2 separate regions of the Mus musculus genome follow, and region 1 is linked to region 2. The links are chromatin contacts, called in public HiChIP or PLAC-seq maps. All regions are on one chromosome and are shown on one strand. Each heading gives the region's core, a stretch centred on a gene start, on an enhancer-like site or on the middle of the called end of the contact. The rest is flanking DNA. Distances are from core to core; before and after follow the strand shown. Region 1 overlaps Unc79 (unc-79 homolog). Region 2 holds the start of Unc79 (unc-79 homolog).

Region 1 (3,525 bases), core at 796-3,295, 91 kb after region 2:
TTCCCCAGACTGGTTAGAAAGCTTATCAAATTCCTTGATTTTTCCCACGGAGCTGGCTTTCGGTTTTCCCCTTTTCTGTACTGTTCCTGTGCCTTTAGTTTTAGTAACTTCTGTTTCTGTCTGCATGATTTTCTTCCTCTCTCTAATACTGCACTTGATTTTGTATCTTTCCATCTTCATAAAGAAACAGCATAAATATCCATAGACCTTTTGTATTTGTATCATAAGAATTTGAAGCTATAAATTTTCCTTTTAATGTTTCCATTGCATTCTCATGAAATTGTTATGTATGTCAGGAATTTGTTATATCTGGTATTGAATACTTTCTAACAATTCTTGTGGATGTTAAGTACATGAGTTATACCTTGGGCTAAAGGAGAACTTTAACTTATGTAGTGCTTAGGAGTATTTTAAAATATGAATACTTAGTGATTTTCTAGATACCTCTGTGTTGTGGATCTTCAGTGGAATTTCAGTGTCACCAAAGAACTTAAGACTTAAGTTTCGATTCTTTTTTTTTTTTTTTGGTTTTTCGAGACAGGGTTTCTCTCTGTACCCCTGGCTGTCCTGGAACTCACTTTGTAGACCAGGCTGGCCTCGAACTCAGAAATCCGCCTACCTCTGCCTCCCAAGTGCTGGGATTAAAGGCATGTGCCACCACGCCCGGCTTAAGTTTTGATTCTTATTATGCATCTTAGTAAATGTTACTTATGTAGTTTAAAATAACATGGATTTGGGGAGGTGTATGAAGGATCCTGTCATTATTAATCTTGTTTCATTTGCACAATTTTATTGACTTTCTGTTCATTCATTTTATCAGAATAGTGAATGAGAGAAGGCTGTTGAAACTCACAGCTAGAATACGGATTCCTTTCCTCGGTCTGTCTATTAAACCCGCTCACAGTTAGGGCTGTTCTGTGCCTTGCTCTGTTGGCCCTTTGCATTTTTTTTTTTCTGCTCATATTTCTTGACCTGGGGTCAGCTTGCCTGACATTTCTGTGGAGACTTTAGATTCTGGGCATGAGTGTTTTACATGGCAGAGTTTTTATTATATTTTGAGTGTTTCTCACATGCACACAATAAGAATCATGCTTTCTGGAAGAATCTCATTTCATAATTCCTACCTTTTAGAACATCTACCTGCAACGTGCCTATTATCTAGGTCGTTCACAGTGTGATGGCTGAGAAGGGCAGACTTACCATGGCCCCTTACTTTATGACTAGACCATTTGTTCTTTATGACTATAACAACTTTTGGGGCTAACTTTTTAATATTTAATTTTATTTCTATGCTGGGTTAATGATTTTTCTTTCTTTTTAAAACGTTTTCTCTAAGGCTGGTGCGCCTTAGCACTGTTGTCTACCCTCAGATGAGGAAGTAAGGTTTACTTGCTGACAGAAGAACATGTTTCACTTGGCCCCTTGCATCTTTTCTTCTTTATCCCAGATAGCCTTGGTTTAGTATATGTTTGTAATGAATAGTTTTATTAGGTGTAGAATTCTAAGCTGAGATGTTTTTCTTTTAGCCCTTCAAAGATGTGGTTCTAGTGCCTTCTAGCGTATATTTGAAGAGCATATTAATTATATACAACAGTGGGTTTGTTTCATTTGTTGTGTTCACACACGTTCTGATATTTTCCCATTTCCTTCACCCCATGACCGTCTCTTATTTCTCTTCCACCTGCCGCTGATTCCCTTTCTTTTCCCAGCCAGCTCCTCTTCTGCTTCAGAGCCTTTTCTCTGATGAGTTCAGGAGGGTTTCTTACAGGTGCAAGGGGAGGGGTGCGGGGTTGGAGGCTGGGCAGCGGGGTGGGGGGATGGCGTTGCTTGCAGGAGCACAGGAACCTGATCAGTGGCTATACCACTCAGGGAAGTGTTTCTCCCTTTCCTGTCAACCGTTAACAGGGTATAAACCCTCAGCCTTAAGAGTCTCTTTCCCTTCCACAACAAGCTGTTGACAGGCTCAGTCCTGTGCTGCAGATCTTTCCCTTGCAGATATTCACTGCTGTTGTGAGTGCAATCCTTATTGGACCCAGAAGTCAGTGTTCCCCACCACTTCCCCATTTTCTTCAGCTCTTACATTCTCTCTGCCCTGTCTTCAAGGATACTCTTTGAGCCTGCTGTGTGTGTGTGCGCGCGCGCGCGCGCGCGTGTGTGTGTGTGTGTGTGTGTGTGTGTGTGTGTATGTGTGTGTGTGTGTGTGTGTGTGTGTGTGTGTGTGTGTGCCTATGTGTGTGCTATAGATGTTTTGGTTACAGCTGAGCATTCAGCAGCCACCTTTTCTCATCACTTTTACTCATACATCAGTTATGAGTCTTTCTAATTACCTCTGTCCATTGTAAATGAAAATGTCTCCTATCAAAGCTGATGGCAGCACTAACCTATGGACATAAACGTAGTTATTTTGAAGGCACTTTGATGGGCACATCATGTGCATTTAAGAAGACAACAGGGGCTGGAGAGATGGCACAGAGGTTCAGAGCACTTGGCTGATCTTCCAGAGGACCCAGGTTCAATTCCCAGCACCCATATGACAGCTTACAACTGTCTATAACTCCAGTTCCAGAGGATCTGACACCTTCACACACACACGTACAAGCAAGCAGAACACCAATGCACATAAATAAAAATAAATCATAAACAACAACAACAAAACCCAAAACAACAGCTATAGCTTTCCCACTAGCACTTCTGACCCTCCACCACAATCTCAGCTGCAGGCTTTTGGCTGTGTTTACAGTAGCAGATGTGAATTTCCTCCTGTGGAGTGGGCCTTAAATGCAATCAGGAAGTGGATGACTACACTCATAACAGACTTGGCACTAGTTGCATGCTCCCTGGCTCATTAGGACTGTACACAGGGCCCAGGGCTGGGTCTGACTGCTGTTGAGAGCTTCTCCCAGCAGTCTGCATAGCCTCTACCCCACCCCACCCTGCCCTGGCACTATGATGGGTAGCCAGAAGGCAGGATGCTTCGAGATCAGTTTGAGCTTAACCTTTCTATGTCCCATCTTGCATTGTTTTTAAGAGAACGTCAGAGATTGTTCTTATCTTTATCCCTCTATTAGTGAGGTATCTTTTGTTCTTAATGGCTGCTTTAAAAGTTTTCGGCTTTTCCCCCATCAATTTGATTTTAATAAGTTTTGATGTGTTTTTCCTTTGCTGAGTCTTGACTACAACCTCTTGAGCGTCTATGAACTGTGGGTCAATAATTCCCATCAAAGTTGAAAAATGACTTAAGGGGACTATCCTAGAACCTGTTCTTAGCTCAGTGGCATGGTAAAAATGGATGAAAAAATAAAAAACAAACCAAAGGGATTGGTCCTCTCATACATTTCCCTCATCCACAGAATAGAGGTCATTAGAGCCCTGATCTAATGTCATGGCTGCTGCATATGCTAATCTGTTTCCACCAGTGCCACAGCAGCTGACATGTTTTAAATATGACCTATTCTCATAATAGATGGGTTCAGAGAGGTCAGCAAATGCCACTGTGTATGCCAGCCTGCTCTGGCTTGTGGTGAC
Region 2 (3,231 bases), core at 249-2,748:
GGACTATCACCATACTGTTTTTTTTTTTTGTTTTGTTTTGTTTTGATGAGAAAAATCAAAGCATAAGAAAGTGAAAGGTCGTAAGAGCACAAGAGGCAGGTCTGAAACCCAGATCGGGATTCCCCCGGGTGGGCACGACCTCAGCAGCAGCTGGTTCTCAATGTAGAGATAGATGTTCAGTGACAAACAGCAGCAACATCAGGCAGGGGGTGGGGGAATTATTTCCAAGACGTATTTCTTCCTTTGTTCTGTGTTTGTCCAAGCTACTTTTTTTTTCTTTCAAATTTCAATTACTGTTTTCTTTATTAATGCCTCCAGCTTCCCAGAAATTTTGGAATAAATCCTTGAGCTTTCCTCTAATCACACAAAACGCTTGTCATTTTCTCAGAAATGTTCATTATATTCATATTTTGTTCAGAACCACTTCCATGTATTTTGATTTTATTTACTCAAGATGAACTGTTCGCCGTCGTTCTTCAAAGAATCATTTGTCTTTCCCTGAGACGGGGCTGTGGTCTGGGGAGTAAGCAGTGGTAGAGCGCGATGGTCTCTGGGCAGGTACCTCAAGCTACCTACCAAGAATGCAGTCGGAGGGGCATCCTCAGGCGCCAAATCCCTTCCCCTTGTTCGCAGTCAAACAGCTCCACAGTACTTGCACCACGGACAGCTCCCTAGACGTCTGTTTTCTAGGCCACTTGGAATACCTTGATAATTGTTCCCAGTGTTTTGTTTTTAATAGTCAAAGATCTGGATAATTAGTACTTTTCTCAGGGAATTTACTAGTATTTCCTTAACCTACATATCATTCTTCCTGAGATGGAAGAACATTGATTTTCTTCATATTAAAAATAGCTCATCAACTTACAGTTCCTATTGCTTTTGCTAAACCAGTTTGCTATGCTTGTTGTCCCCCACCCCCACCCCCGCACCCCGCCCAGTTTTCCAAATGAACGATTTGAGTGAAGACTGGTTCTAATGACTGGCAGTTAGTCTTTCTGTTTCCGTTGTATTATTCCACTGCCCATTGATTCCGGGCGGCAGGGCGGATTTTATTGTTCCCATTTTACAGATGATGAAGAACCATAGGCTTACGGATAGCAAGCAATGGAACAGAGTCTGGGATCTGGTTCTCCTAAACCCAGGCTTCTAGTGCTTTTCTACTTTGAGGTGGACTCTCCAGGAGTCTTCCTATTAATATGCATGTTGCCCTTTTGATCGCTCCCCTTTTCCATTGGTTTCTGCTTCCCAGCAGAGAGAGGGGCTTCTCCCAGGCGCCCAGCCTGGACTGCTTGCGAGGAGCACACCTGGGTTCTTTCTGTCTCCAGTTTCTCCTCTTCCTTTTCTGTGGACCTTCCACCTTTACCATCTATGGAAATCTCCTCCTTTCCCTAGCTCCAACCCACACCCCCTCAAGTCTTCTCACAGCCCCCTGGCTTTGGGACCTCCCATCGCTGCTCAGCAGCAGGAGAGCCCATCCGCCAGGGGAGGCAGAGGGCACGGAGCGCAGCACGCCGGGAAGCCATGCAGAGGGTTACTTCTCCATTTCCTTCCTCGCAGTCCTCTGGAGCACTGTCGTCGCCCTCCGGCCCGGCTGTGTGCAGCCCGCCCCGGATCCGCCTCCCTGCCCTTCCTCCCGGAGGCTGAGACGCGCGTGGGACGCACCTGTGCTCCTCTCCGGTCACCGCGTCGAGGCGCCGGGGGCTGCTTCGCTCGCAGGATCTACGGGCCTGGAGAACGCCAATGGGGAGATCCAAATGGTCGGGGACTCCGGCACTTTAAGAGGCTTTTCTCTGGGAAACACCCGGCCCCTCCGTGCGCCTTATGAATGGAAATACTCCTCCCCCGGTCGAGCCCATTTTCCCATTTCACCAGGAGCCGCAGCTCGCTCTCTCCTTTCGGTCTCCCCGCCCACATCCACGCGGGCAGCTCCAGGAGGGGACGGACAGGAAGCCTTTGGCCGCCCATTAAATCCCACCCATTTCTCCGGGGGCGATTTCCTAACCTTCCGGGACCGAATTCTGCAATTTGATGTGCGTTTTGTCCGAATGGTAGCGACACGGGCCTAAGGGAGGGGGAAAGCGAGGGGGTGGGGGGTGGGGGGTATGCGCTCTTTTCCTCGCAACATCGCTGGCGGAGCGAGGGAGCTCACACGACACAGATTTTGGGGCAAAGCCTTTCCATCTGGACAGCACCATGTCCACCAAAGCGGAGCAGTGTAAGTAGCAGCCGGCCCGGCGTTCGGCCCGGCCTCCGGCTGGGAGCTATCGCAGCTGCGGCGTTTGCGGCTGCTGGGAGACCTTGGCATTGTGCTGGTGCGGGGGTGGGGGCTGAGGTTGGGGCGGGTGGCGGGTGGGGGGTGGAAGGAGGTGGGGGAGGGTGGACGGCGGAGGCAGCGCGGCGCTGTCCCCGGTGCTGAAAAATAATGCAGTCTACTGGGGCTAGCAGTGGGGTTCTCCAGACCGAAGACCCCGCGAGACGAAATTAAAATGGGGTCAATCTCGGGAAAAAGAGGCCTCGTATCTTTCAGATAAACATTTCGGTATCTCTTGTTGGAGTGGGGGAAGGGGGGCAGCGGCAAATCAGGGGCGGGGAACTGTCAGTTGCAACCAAAGCCTGCCTGGCCTTCTGAGCATGCCCAGTTCCTGGTGCTGGAGCCATCGGGGAGTTTGAGTCTGCAGTTTCCACTTCGGGTGGAAGAGGCAAGAAGGGAGAGAGGGGGGAGGGAACAGAGAGCAGGCTGAATTCTGCATTCAGTATAAAGAAAATTAACTCGTGCATAGCAACACTGCTCCCCTGGAGCAACTAACCTCCACTGTGTGGGGGCTTACAAGAGAGTGAAAGGGGTATTGGGAAAATGATCTAATTGATCTAATGATTTTTCCAAAGAGCAGGCTTTCTTTGTAGGGCAGCTTCCACAAACTCTAATAGCACAGGAGGAATTTGGTTGTACCAATAATGACTGGCTCTGTGCTTGGCTGGTAACAACATGGTAACTCCATGTGGACGGAGGACATTTCCAGCATGGTCCCCATAGTAACTCCTATTGCAATGTGCACTAGTAGGCCTTGGGTATGTACTTGGTAGGTTGGTTGATTTGATTGTTTACCTGAGAGCACTTGAGGGATTCAGAAACTTAAGCTTTGGGTTGTAAATAAACGATCATTTTTAATAAGCAATCAGTTGGTATTTCATACAAGAGTATCTAGAACTTATTTTTCTAAATGATTCTTT

What was found. HiChIP or PLAC-seq counts read pairs in DNA pulled down with a chosen protein or histone mark.
Region 1: a contact with region 2 is called in an H3K27ac HiChIP or PLAC-seq map of microglia, with 7 times the contacts expected there. The contact joins the enhancer-like site here to the promoter of Unc79 in region 2. A contact is called at or near these places in 5 of 39 promoter capture datasets (the HPC-7 cell line, cranial neural crest, liver and 2 more), 4 of 484 Hi-C or Micro-C datasets (cerebral cortex, embryonic fibroblasts, forebrain and 1 more), 5 of 115 datasets of contacts at active chromatin or transcription factors (embryonic forebrain, embryonic stem cells, forebrain and 2 more) and 3 of 9 other capture datasets (adipose tissue, embryonic stem cells and pancreatic islet).

The regions. Positions count from the first base shown.
Region 1 is chr12:103,037,481-103,041,005 of GRCm38.p6, forward strand. The region is part of intron 7 of Unc79 (unc-79 homolog); the gene reads left to right. Among named protein-coding and RNA genes, the nearest start is that of Unc79, 90 kb to the left of the region's middle. Within about 2 kb of position 2,046, at least 11 of the 459 cell types and tissues checked have an H3K27ac peak or open chromatin away from gene starts, as enhancers often do. A contact at or near this core is called in microglia, where this site is marked.
Region 2 is chr12:102,947,361-102,950,591 of GRCm38.p6, forward strand. It overlaps Unc79 (unc-79 homolog), which reads left to right and starts at 1,499. Exons shown (of 49, transcript NM_001081017.2): 1 at 1,499-2,215. The coding sequence starts at 2,194.